3 separate regions of the Mus musculus genome follow, and regions 2 and 3 are each linked to region 1. A link is a contact called in public promoter capture Hi-C data. All regions are on one chromosome and are shown on one strand. The core of a region is the stretch at or near the end of the contact, and the rest is flanking DNA. Distances in the headings are between cores, read along the strand shown. Region 1 holds the start of Ugt2b34 (UDP glucuronosyltransferase 2 family, polypeptide B34). Region 2 has its middle 27 kb from the start of Ugt2a2. Region 3 holds the start of Ugt2b38 (UDP glucuronosyltransferase 2 family, polypeptide B38).

Region 1 (4,420 bases), core at 1,080-3,579:
GCTACCATCTAAGCTATTAGCATCTACTTCCCTATCCATAACCCTGAGATATCTCACCATGATCCATCTGGGATGTTCTTAACTTCACTTATCCATTCCTCTTGGCCATGTTTTGATGACTGACTTACTCCATGATATCTGCTCTTTTCTCCATCTTCTCTCTTCCTTCAAACCTGGGAACTAAAAATTCCACCTATCTCTCTTTTGTCCAGCTATAGGATGGAGGTATCTTTATTCACCAAATAGTAATAACTTGAATAACAAGGTTACATGGTTATATGGGCCTACGTGCCGATTCTCTCATGTCTGGGGGCAACCTTGGGATGCTAGTATATAGCATTACATACATAGCAAAAGACAAATCCTCAACAGAGACTGTAGAATATGAAAGAAAGAGCTTGCTTGTAGTTATCCACCACCTCTGTCTCTTACACGCTTTCTAAAGAAATGACCCGAGGCTTGGAAGGATACCATGTGATATACATGTCCCATTTATGGCTTAGTGTTTCTTATGCTCTGCACCTTGGACATTTATGGGTTTCTATGCCAATAACTATCCACTGCAAAAATGTTCTCTGATGACAGTTGGGAGATGCTTTAATGTTTGGGTATAAGTCATTAAGAGTCTATTTCATACAATGTTCATGTATTAGAAAATAGCAATAGGGTCTCGTCTACATTGTATATCCTGTCTGGCACAAATTTATGACACAACATTGGTAGCAGGCATCAGCTTCTCTTCTGAATCAAAAGAAGGGATAATTCCTAAGAGCCAAGTACTTCAGAATCTACCCAGTGACCATTTGGACAATAAGAATCACACATTTTTCTAGTGAATGTTATAGTCCTTTTAAAGAAGATTATACTTCATAGACCTAGTGTTGAGAGGTTGAATGTAAAATATACATTGAAGCAGCTGAATAAGCTGATCTATGTTATTTGGTTATTTATTATTGTTCATTTAAATACTGAAGCTTCTCTGTCAAAGAAAATTGTTTTTATATAACTTAGTTAACATTGAACTGTTTTTTAATGTTATACAGCCATCAGGTTCAAAACATGGAAAAGAAAATCCTGGGTTTTCTTAATTAAAAAGAAATTTTAAAATAACCACTGTCCTCAATATTTAAAAATCACACTATGCCTTGAGACACTCTTCCCATTTCTAGTATGGAACTATCAAGTTCTGTCTAAAATAGCTATGATATCAGAGGACAGTCCCGTTTTTACATTTAGAATTTTATGCTACTTGTAAGCAGAATTAGAGAACTAGATTTTTGGATTCATTCAAAAACCATTTACTAAGTATTACTTTGTTCTATATAAAGATGACTAAGGCATGGTCACTGCAGGAAAAACAATATAGGGGAGTGTAAGCTGTCACTTACAAACAAACCTAGCTCAATAAATCCATAAAAGAGCCAAATTAATAGTGAAATGCAGAATATATTCAGTGTGATCACTTTAGGAAGAGAGACAAAAGGAGCCAGTCACCCTTAATTCCATCTTTGGGATTCTTACAAGGCATCTGCATAGCTAAGCTTTCCAGGAATGGCATGGGACCTTGCCCACCATTAACTTAGCTCCTAGTCACCAGAAATGTTAGCCTGCCCTAACTTGTAAATTGCCCTCCTGGATACAAATTCCTCCTCTGGGTGTCCCCAGAGATCAAACATTTCTTCTCCTAGCAGAAAGTTACTGGGGAAAGTCTTTCAATAGTCTGAGAGTCAAAGAGGAAAACACAAATGTCTCCTTATCTCTTCACTTTTGCTAGGCTGACTAGTTACAAGTAAGCAGGTTCTTGATGGGGTAGAGATGGAGCTAATGGGAAGACTAAAAGAATGGGGCTTCCATCTAGATTATAATATGCTCTAAACGTAAGTGCAGTGTGTTTAATTCTGAGATTACACTATAGACCTCTGAGCCATATACTTAAAATCACTAAGTAGTATGGTAACTGGTCAGTGTTGCCAATATTCATATGACAAAACACTGACCTATGGTATTTATAAAAATGTGACTGGACAGTTTGCCTTTACTTCAGATTCTTTATCAAAGAAGCTCCATTAGGAGAAAGAGAGAGTGAAAGGAAGGGAGAAAGAGAGATCTTACTTTTCACTGTTCTCCAAATACAGTATACATTCAAGATCACTGAGAATCCAGAGTCATTTCCCACTTTCACATCTGCATCCAGGTTTTGGCATTTGCCCTCCAGAGGCTGTGACTCCCATTTCTATTTGCTTTGGTGTGTACAAGTTACACTTTAACTGACTGATTACTGCTCTTTCTATATCTGTAAGAGCTGAGCAATCATCCTTTGGAAGGCAGGCCTGAAGTTAACCAAGATGCCTGTGAAAATGACAGCAGCCCTGCTCCTGCTCCTGCTCCAGCTGAGTGGCTTCTTTGGATCTGGGACTGGTGGGAAGGTGCTGGTGTGGCCAATGGAGTTCAGCCATTGGCTCAACTTGAAGACAATCCTAGACGAGCTTCTGAAGAAGGGTCATGAAGTGATGGTTCTGAGACCTTCAGCATCCTTATCTTATGAGGTTGACAACACATCTGCTATTGAATTCGAGACTTATCCTACATCATACTCCTTATCTGAGTTAGAGGAAATTTTCTGGGAATCACTCAAGAAATATATTTATGAGCTGCCAAAGCAGTCATTTTGGGGATACTTCTTAATGTTGCAAGAAATGGTTTGGGTAGATTCAAAATATTTTGAAAGTCTCTGTAAAGATGTAGTTTTTAACAAAGAACTCATGACAAAGCTACAAAAATCAAGGTTTGATGTGATCCTGGCAGATCCCTTCATACCCTGCGGTGATCTGCTGGCTGAGGTTCTCAAGATCCCCCTTGTGTACAGTCTCCGCTTCTTTCCTGGCTCCACTTATGAGAAGTACAGTGGGGGACTCCCACTGCCTCCTTCCTATGTGCCTGTTGTTATGTCAGAATTGAGTGACAGGATGACTTTCATGGAGAGGGTGAGAAATGTCATCTATATGCTGTGTTTTGACTTTTGGTTCCAAACATTTAATGAGAAGAACTGGAATCAGCTTTATACTGAAGTATTAGGTAAGTGCCCTGTTCAGTGCCCTGGTGGGATTGCTGGATTCTCAATTTGCTGTGTCATTGAATGTGAATGTCTAAGAACAGGTCTGACAGGGGAATGATTTGTCTCTCCTAAATAAAATGATGGGAAAACTAGAAAATTAGCTGTCAAATTCAAGCATTGTAAAGAACTTTGTATTCCAGTGTCAGTTGCAAAACCTTGTCTATGAATTGTCAGCACACACTCACATAACAAAACTATGATTATTTCTCTAAGAAATTACATAGGCCCAAGACATTTTTCCTCGTGTTTTAAAGCAACACTTTTACCTGACTGGTGCCTTCATTGTCATTAATATCTTTGCCACTTTATTATATTCATTGCTATTATTATCATGTGTATGAACATGCACACTTGTGTCATGGGAAAGGGGGATTGTGCTCTGGGTTGCTTATGTAGAGGCCAGATTAAACTTTGAAGAGTTCTTATTTCTACCTCTATGTATGTTCTTGGGATCAATTTAGGTGTTTACGCTTGTATAGAGATTGAACTCAAGTCTTTAGCTTGCATGGAATACCTTTACCTTCTAATGTGTTACACCAGCCTCTAAAACATATGCTTTAAACAAAGGCAAAGTCTTCATGACTTATAAAATACACTGAGGATTATACATACTTCTAGCATAGGTAAATATCTATCTATCATCTTTCTATTTACAATCAAAGGAGGACTTTTTATATAAATTATTTTTTTATTTATGATTTAAAAGATCTTCCCCTTTAACCTACTAAACTTCTGCACAGCTGTGAATATTCTATCTCTGCTCTATACAGAGGAAATATGTGAATGCAAAACATGGGGGAATCTAATTGATTTATTGGAGTCAGTTGAAATTGTGTTTCAAACATAGAATCTTGAAATGTAGACATATTGGGTATTACTTAGTGTTTTACTGAACATACATGTCTCTCTCCATATTTTAAGGCATGTATCCATATTATCTGTAAACACATCTATACATACCAAATTATTAAACAATCAGTCATGAATCAAGAGCAAAATCAAAGAACTCAGGCATAATAAAAATTTCTCTCTGAGGGAAACCAGGGTAATATAGTAAGACACTGTCTCAATGAAATGCTGAAACAGAATCCCCTTAAATGTTTGCACTGGGCTGGGGTGCACACACCTTCCATCTCTGCAGTTGAGGTGAGGAGGAAGAGGATCTAGCATTCAGGGTCCACTGTAGCTTCATTAGTCACTGAGGAACCACTCTAGGCTGCATCCAACTGTCTCAAAACCAGACAGCACAAAATTCTCAGTTCATTTATAGGAGCACACATCAAGGTTCTAGCTGCTACATAGAAC
Region 2 (4,420 bases), core at 1,241-3,740, 550 kb before region 1:
CTCATTAGTTGGTTGTTCAAAATTCTATCAACTCCAAATCATTGTGTTAACACAATATGTATTCGTAATTTCACATAACTTTATCTTGGCCTGGTTGTTGAATGGTGGATAGTAGATAGAAAATGTGCCTATTCTCAACCTAAAAATTGAGTTAGTTGCACAACTAAAAGAGAATATGGCCTTTCCTTATTGAATTAAAAATTACTAGGTCAAAGTGAAGACAAATCTCTAATACTTTCCAATTGAAGTGAATGATAGCAGTATCACTGTTATATTTAAAACATCTCCTCATTTCTAAAATACCTTAGTATGGACTAATTATTAAAAAAAATTGAAGGAAGTAAAGAAGCATACTTTTTAGAGGTCTCAGTCTTACTCTAAATCCTTTGGAGTTTAGGTATATATATACAAAGAAAAATAAAAAGGCATCATATATTTGGTTTTAAATTTAAAGATAAGCTACATGCTTTAAGATAGCACTTCAGATACCTATGGTATGGTGTAGTATCCTGCTGAGTTCTGCATTGCTCTGGAAGGGACAACATAACAGGTTTTCCCACCCCTGGAGCAGAGACAGCAAGAATTGGGTTTCTATGAGTGCTGATGGTTTCTTGGGTGTGGGGCTTGTTTGTAACATATATTCACGTTCCTCCTTTGAGAAATATTTTACCTGTTATGTTAAATGTCTCTATGATAATTAGAAACAAGGTGAGTCTGGGAGGCAAGAATATGTTCTTCATCAAAAAAGTAAACACTGTGGCTAAGGACAGCCCTTAGGGCTGTGGTAAAGAACTCTGAAAGCATGAGTTCACAAATATATAAATTTTCAACTATGCAAAATATAGGGATGCGATATGAACTCTTTGAATGGCTTCACAGACCTAAAAGAACAGACAGTTACACTAATGAGCCAGCTTGTCAGAAAAATATTAAGGAAAGAGATAAAGAGATTAAGGGACTGGCAATTTCAGGGAAACATCCCACCCAGCTACATATATTGTTTGTGCTTACACAGGCAGGCAGATTCCTCAGTTCAAGGTCATCCTAGAACAGAGTGACTTTAGGTTCAGGCAGGGTGGTAATGGTAATTTCAGGATAGGACTATATATAGCTAAACTTATTATTTCTGCTTACAAAGTCAGGCAGATCTCTGAGAACATTTGTTATCTTTAAAAAAAAGTACTTGCTGATTCTCTGAATCAAGGGACTAAAGTCATAAAATGCTGATTTGTGGAATAATCGAAAGAGAACCTGGGTTAATGGTTGAATAATTAAGTCAAGAAATGATTGGACTTTTATCTGCAATAGCTGAACTATCTACACAGCTCTCTGGAGAGCCAGCTAAAGCAGAACACAGAGCTTTCAGGTTGCACCCATGATTGACTTCCAGTCATTCTTTTACTACTCTCAAACACACCTTCTTAGGAACCCCTCTCCAAGCCAGGAATCGCCCTTCGTAATGTCCTTATCAAAACCTTAAATGCTCAACATTAAAGAATGCATCTTTCATCACCTAATATTTGGCTGCCTTACTTCAGGAATCAGTACCATATTAGAGAGCTGCTTGGACATAGGTGCTATTAACACAGTAATTGTGTACCAGTTTCAGAGAAAAGGTTAAACTTGGTAGATGAATCTAATGTGGAGTTAAGAAATTCTCCATTCTGGTCATCATAGCTCTATTGCAACATGAATTATACAATTTTCTAGAAGGTCAGAAAAAAGGAGATTGACAGCAAAAAGGCAAATAACTTATCTAATCTGCCTAACAGTAGATACAACGCTCAATCTATGAAATGCATATTATGGAAAACAAGAGTCTTGTGTATTGTGTTTGTTGACAAATTTCCTTTATCTTGATTGTTAGACACACTGATTATATCTAACAATATATTTTTTAAAAGCCTGTGTATGATTGCTGGACAACCAAGAATCTTCTGAGCAAAGAACACATTGGAGACCTTGGTACCCACTAGGCAATTGATGACATAGTTAATAAATAAGAACATAGTCATATACCTGACATGCTAATCTTAGATGAGAGAGTGTCCAAATGCTATAGTAAAACCCTGTGACTACAGTGAGTCAGAAACACAGATTATCACTTCAATAGATGAAGTAGAGCTATACTGAATACAAAGAAATGTTGAGTAAACTCCTTTATCTGATTTGGATCTTTGCTTCTTAACTCTGTGATGAACAATTTTAATGAAATTGAGATACAAACAGAGAACTCCAACATAGAAACTACAAAGAACTTGTGCTGACAGCTCAAATAGAGTTGTTTTGAGAGTGAGAAAAGAGTACAAGGATGAAGACACTTACCACACATGTACCCGATAATTTTCAATATTTTTCTCCTAGCTATTTTTCATAACAATTACACTCCTGTTTTCTCTGATGTTGCTCTTTTTTTATATAATAAAATCTGTCTTCACAGAAAGTGAATGGCTTTATTGAGAGCTCTAGAGCAGAATGTGGTAATGTTTTCTCTGGGGTCAATGGTTAGTTACAGAACAGAAAAAGTTCATCATAATTACATCAGACTCTGCATAGTTTCCACAAAGAATTAATTAAAATGTACCTTTGCGAGGCCACTATTACTCAAACTTTTAAAGTATATAAAGGTCTGATTAGAGAAACTCTCTTTTGAAAAATAATGTGTCTATATAACTTTTAACTTATTTTGCAAGTTTAAAAAGAAAAATGAATATAATGGATGCTATAATAGTACAGACTATGCTTTTAATTGACCATGACTTTGACAATGACATTGATTTGACAATATGTACCCAGCATAAAATTTTAGCATTATTATGATGCTGCAAACAAGAATACAAAGAACCCAAGATTCTGTCTTTTCCTTGATAATTTGAGGTCACTGTACATATTAAAAATATTTCAAGAAGTTTGATTTTTATCAATGACCTCATTAGCCAGTAATATTGAACTAATACCCATAATAGAAAAATAGCATGCAGCCTATGCTACTCATGCAATCTTTCTCTTCATTCTTGGGGTAAAAAGAATCATTTAAAGGCAGACTAAGGTTCACCTACTCTCAAACCAAGTATTCTTTCTACTATGTTAACAGAAAAAAGAGAATAAAGAATGTGCCTTGTCAACATTGGTAGTAGGGAGATATAAAAGTAGATGTAGGGATAGATGGTTCTGTCCTTACAATGAACCTCATGCATGACAAATACCCATCTGAGAGAAACCCTTGACACTGGAAAAAAGAATTCTAAGTAAAGATATATATATATATATATGAATAAGCACGTGTCATGGGAAGCTCAATCTTTGTGGTGTTTGCAAAGAAATCATGCCTTAAACAGGTATTATCTAACACAAAAAATATTTATTTAAACTAGGGTAAATTTTAGGTCTTACTGTGCTTTGAATTATAGTTGTATCCCAAGATGTAAACATATATTAAAATATAATTTTTTTCTTACTTAAAAAGCAATTGGCGACACAGAAAGATGGGGAGGGAAGAGGATACCTTGTTATAATCAAAGAAAAAAAGGCAAGAGGGAAATAATAAATATTGTAAGGACAGTATCTGATTCTAGGCAGTTAGAAGTTAGTAAGACTGGAACACATGAGACCATGTATCACAAAATGAAAGAGGAAGAGAAAAAGGAGGGAGAAGGAGGAGGTGAATGAGAGAAATAAGGGGAGGAGGAAGAAGGAAAGGAGGATGAGGATGAAGAAGGATAAGAAAAAGAAATGAAAGATAAGAAGGAGAATGAATACGCAGCTACTCAATCAGTATGAGTAGAGACTGGTTCTCCAAACTATCATAATAATATTTTTGGACAAGAATTTAGTTATCTCTATAATTTTTTATTTCACTGTGTTATGCCTCCACCATGCCAAATTGCGTATCCAGAAGCACTAGTAAAACTTTATTGTTACTTTAAGCTTTAGCCATCTGAATGAATTTTGTTTCTTAGTGTTCAAATAAAAATAATTCCTTACATTTTGTTCCTTTTTGATGGATGTTGGGTTCAGTAGGGGGAATATTTTTAGCACACAAATGGTATACTCTTTAAATTGTTTAACAATCTTTTGTAGAGTGTAGGGTCAGGAACATCTTATGTAAATGTTTAAATATGAAATAGATTTGGAAGAATTTCTACAGCAAACACCCATATTTTCATCACCTGGATTCCAGAATTGACTTTTTCCGTGCTTTACTGCCTGCCTGTCGAGGTGTTGGTTTGAAGTGTTTTTATTATAAAATTTCAAACATACAAAAGTAAAGTATGTAAAGTCCCTTCACCATCCATCTCGACAGTCATCAGCTATGGCTAATACTGATTCTGGATACCCACCCACCACAGCTTCTCTTTTCATGCCCTCCCCTGGACTATGCAAAGGCCTGTGGAGCTGAGGTCTTATTGACCTAATAGGA
Region 3 (4,420 bases), core at 1,392-3,891, 520 kb before region 1:
TCCCTTTATGCTTTGGTACTTTAGAGAAGGGGCCAATGAAATATCTGTTTTAATTTTCGAGGTTTTATGACTTTGCTGAAGGGAGAACTGAATGAAATGTCTCATGAAATTCTTACAGACTTGTCATCAGGTTGTTTATGGTTTACTGCAAGTATACCACAAAATACTTGTCATACACTTATATTGCTGAATTGGATTACATGATTACATGAATCAACAGAGATACAAACATTTTTCATTCATTATGTGCTGTGGACTAGATTCAGTTAGTCTCTCAACTTATGGGAAACCAGGATTTCAGTAATCAGATGGACAAGCAGTCAGGATGACAAACAGACACAAACACAGGGGAGGACTGTTGATCTGAATGTAATGTCTCAAAGTGAGCATCAGATTTATATTACAGAAGAAAACAAAGAAGTTAGGTGACACATAAGCCAAGGTACATTGAAGTTATCTGAGACAAAACAGAGACTGCATAAAAAAAGACTGCAAGGAAACATGCAGTGTTTACAATTGAGATAAGATCAACCCTATCAAAAGTCAGCTATTGACAGGAGCCAGGTGAGGATTTCACACCCTAGCCACAATTTATGCTATTCCTCTGATCTTTGTGATAGTTTGCACCAGGGGGACTCTGCTCTTGCTGACCTTTTTATGAATAATGCAATACTGTGTATTTCCTCTTTAAACCACAACCCTCCTTCTTCCTAGGTCATTGTAAATTCTTGCATATGGGAGTAACTTGGCTGCTCTTTTAAGTGTCTGTAGGGAATACCCATTGGTCAGAAGAACTCACTAATTTTCTTTTAGCATGCAATGTAGTCTGCCATACCTGACTGTAGGGAGAATTCTAAGTTTACTATTTTGACTAGCCCTGAGATTACTAACTCCTATCTGGCAAACTGTGAGATGCCTGATTCCTAATTGCCAACACTGGGGCATTTCGTCTAAATGAGTATCATTCTTACGAAATTCCAAGCCCAGGACTTGGAATTGGCTCCAAGAATCCTAGGAAATTGGTGAAGGCCAGGAAGCAAAGTTCAGTCTAGCTTAGGTATTTGACAAATTATTTCTCGGAGGTACCTATAATAAAATAATACTGAAAGAAAGCACATAGATCTATTCACTTACTAATGAAAGGACAAGTTTGGAGCATTCATGTTACAGGATGCCAAGGCTACAGGAGACTAAGTTTCAGTGAAACTTTTTTGCCTTGGGGCTGCCATGCAGTCTTCACTGGAGTGGGTGTGGCATTTGCCCTCTTTATACTTTTTAGATGAAATTTCAGAATGTTCCACCTCTATCTCAGAAGATCTCTAAAGATAAATGGAAACACAACAATTAATAAAATAATGTCAATTATAATAGCAAGCAAGAATATATACTGAACTCAATATAAGGTATTTTTTTAAATTAGGTATTTATTTCAGTTACATTTCCAATGCTATCCCAAAAGTCCCCCACACGCTCCCTGACCCACTCCCCCACCCTCCCACTCCCACTTCTTGGCCCTGGCATTCCCCTGTACTGAGACATATAAAGTTTGCACGACTGACCAATGGGCCTCTCTTTCCACTGATGGCCGACTAGGCCATCTTCTGATATATATGCAGCTAGAGACATGAGCTCCGGGGGGTACTGATTAGTTCATATTGTTGTTCCACTTATAGGGTTGCAGATCCCTTTAGGTCCTTGCTTACTTTCTCTAGCTCCCCCATTGGGGGCCCTGTGATCCATCCAATAGCTGACTGTGAGCATCCACTTCTGTGTTTGCTAGGCCCCAGCATAGTCTCACAAGAGACAGCTATGTCTAGGTCCTTTCAGCAAAATCTTGCTAGTGTATGCAATGGTGTCAGCGTTTGGAAGCTGATTATGGGATGGATCCTCGGATATGGCAGTCTCTAGATGGACCATCCTTTTGACTCAGCTCCAAATTTTGTCTATGTAACTCCTTCCATGGATGTTTTGTTCCCAATTCTAAGAAGGGACAAAGTGTCCACACCTTGGTCTTCGTTCTTCTTGAGTTTCATGTGTTTTGCAAATTGTATCTTCTATCTTGTGTATTCTAGGTTTCTGGGCTAATATCCACTTATCAGTGAGTACATATTTTGTGATTGGGTTACCTCACTCAAGATGATGCCCTCCAGGTCCATATGTCTCTTAAAATGTCTAGAACCAGCCTTTTAAATGAAGACTGTTATTTCTAATATTGGATTGATTATTAGAACAGTCCATGATTGAATCAGAATAATTGGTCACATTAAAGGAAAGGGAAGAATCATCATGACATTTAACTATGTAAATTAATATGTTTTCAAGGTCATATAGAGGAGAATTCAGAGACCAGCCATATTATGAGGTCACTAGTTTTATGAGACATTTTAGAATATTTTAATATCTACGTACCATTAATAATTGAACATGACATCATTATTTCTTGGCTATTTGAAAACATGCCATCATAAGAGACATGAATCACTCTCATGTAAACAGGGATTAATTGAAATCATTCTTCAATTATTTTCCCATCACCATAGTTCTGGTCATTTAATTATCAGCTCTGGGAAATGCAAGTTATAGTTTAACCTCTGGGCTGAAGCTTCTTGGATAAAAGGTCAAGCAGTGACAAAAGTAAATGGACTGTGAAGAGAAGGATTTTGATTTTCAGGATGCCTGGAAAGTGGATTTCTGCTCTGCTGCTGCTGCAGATAAGTTGCTGCTTCAGATCTGTGAAATGTGGGAAAGTGTTGGTGTGGCCGATGGAATTCAGTCATTGGATGAACATAAAAATAATACTGGATGAACTGGTACAGAGAGGCCATGAAGTCACTGTTCTGAGACCTTCAGCTTACTATGTTCTTGATCCCAAAAAATCACCTGGCCTTAAGTTTGAAACTTTTCCTACATCTGTCAGTAAAGACAATCTGGAAAATTTTTTCATTAAGTTTGTGGATGTGTGGACTTATGAAATGCCAAGGGATACATGTTTGTCATATTCTCCTTTACTGCAAAATATGATTGATGAATTTTCTGATTATTTTCTAAGTCTTTGTAAAGATGTTGTTTCAAACAAAGAGCTCATGACAAAGCTACAGGAATCCAAGTTTGATGTGCTTTTGTCAGATCCTGTTGCTTCCTGTGGGGAGCTCATAGCTGAACTGCTCCAGATTCCTTTTCTGTACAGTATCCGCTTCTCTCCAGGCTACCAAATTGAAAAGTCCAGCGGGAGATTTCTACTCCCTCCCTCTTATGTACCTGTAATTCTGTCAGGATTAGGTGGACAAATGACATTCATAGAGAGAGTAAAAAATATGATATGCAGGCTTTATTTTGACTTTTGGTTCCAGATGTTTAATGATAAGAAATGGGACTCATTTTACAGTGAATATTTGGGTAAGTTAAATTTTTTTCTAAGTTGCTTGAATACCTAAGTTTCACAAGTATGGAAATCTTTATGTCCATGAAATAGAAAGTGTAAGAGTCTTTTATAAGTGATCAAATGTATAATGATATAAACTATCAAACTCACAAGCTCTTGTAAAAACTCATATATTTGATCAAATAGGAGAAGGTATCGGTATCAGTGCTGATAGAAGACATTTTGGTTAGCTATACAATTACATAGAGATGAAATTAGATGGTCCCTAAGTGATTCTTTACTCATTTAATGACATATTTTATAATATATATATATGGAAGGAGTTATTTTCTCTTGCCTCGGCCTGGGTCTTTATTTAAAATGAAAATGTAGGGTCAGAAAACATGCCCAAAGAGTTAAGATTGTTTCTGTATAGTATAGTACCAGAGCACTCTTCCAGGCACCACTCATGTACAGTGGCTCAAAATTGCCTGTATCTTCAGCTTCAAGGAAACTGCTGCCATTTATCATCTCCACAGACACTGGCATAAACAATATATACTTGTGCAGATACACATACATATAAATGTAAAGATAAAACAAAATATTTTCTTTGTTTATCATTTAAAAATCCCCCTTATCTTGAAAACCATTATATTATTTCCAAAGTTTAAAAGTGGAACAGATATTTCTACCAGTCCCACATTTGCTTATTGGGCCATTTCCTAAATTCAATTGCAAATGCCTAAATTTTACAAAGGCATCGACACATATGCTGTGCTTTTTTGAAGTCACCTTTTTGCTCTTAAAAATGTACCACATGTAAGACTAGCCAAAAAATTTCTATTCTCATAATTCTGAATGTATCGAGATTGCTTTATAGTATAAGTACTATTAAATAACTCAATATAAAAAATAATAGAAGCATTAACCACAAATTCAATCATTTATAAACTTTACAGCTCCCTGAAAGGAATGAAAATAGCTATAAACTATCATGATCCTTGGAATTCTGGTCAGGGTACTCAGGGTGGTGAGAGTTTTGGTCATGGAATGTGT

The links. Promoter capture Hi-C pulls out the DNA fragments that hold promoters and counts their contacts.
Region 2: a contact with region 1 is called in a promoter capture Hi-C map of liver, with 5 times the contacts expected there. The contact joins the enhancer-like site here to the promoter of Ugt2b34 in region 1. A contact is called at or near these places in 9 of 39 promoter capture datasets (the 3T3-L1 cell line, cranial neural crest, embryonic stem cells and 5 more).
Region 3: a promoter capture Hi-C map of liver shows a contact between it and region 1, with 5 times the contacts expected there. The contact joins the promoter of Ugt2b38 here to the promoter of Ugt2b34 in region 1. A contact is called at or near these places in 12 of 39 promoter capture datasets (the C10 cell line, cranial neural crest, embryonic stem cells and 6 more) and 1 of 484 Hi-C or Micro-C datasets (cortical neurons).

What each region holds. Positions count from the first base shown.
Region 1 is chr5:86,904,846-86,909,265 of GRCm38.p6, reverse strand. Ugt2b34 (UDP glucuronosyltransferase 2 family, polypeptide B34) reads left to right here and starts at 2,329. Exons shown (of 6, transcript NM_153598.2): 1 at 2,329-3,075. The coding sequence starts at 2,346.
Region 2 is chr5:87,453,326-87,457,745 of GRCm38.p6, reverse strand. No RefSeq gene overlaps it. Among named protein-coding and RNA genes, the nearest start is that of Ugt2a2, 27 kb to the left of the region's middle. Within about 2 kb of position 2,490, at least 7 of the 459 cell types and tissues checked have an H3K27ac peak or open chromatin away from gene starts, as enhancers often do. A contact at or near this core is called in liver, where this site is marked.
Region 3 is chr5:87,422,424-87,426,843 of GRCm38.p6, reverse strand. Ugt2b38 (UDP glucuronosyltransferase 2 family, polypeptide B38) reads left to right here and starts at 2,641. Exons shown (of 6, transcript NM_133894.2): 1 at 2,641-3,396. The coding sequence starts at 2,673.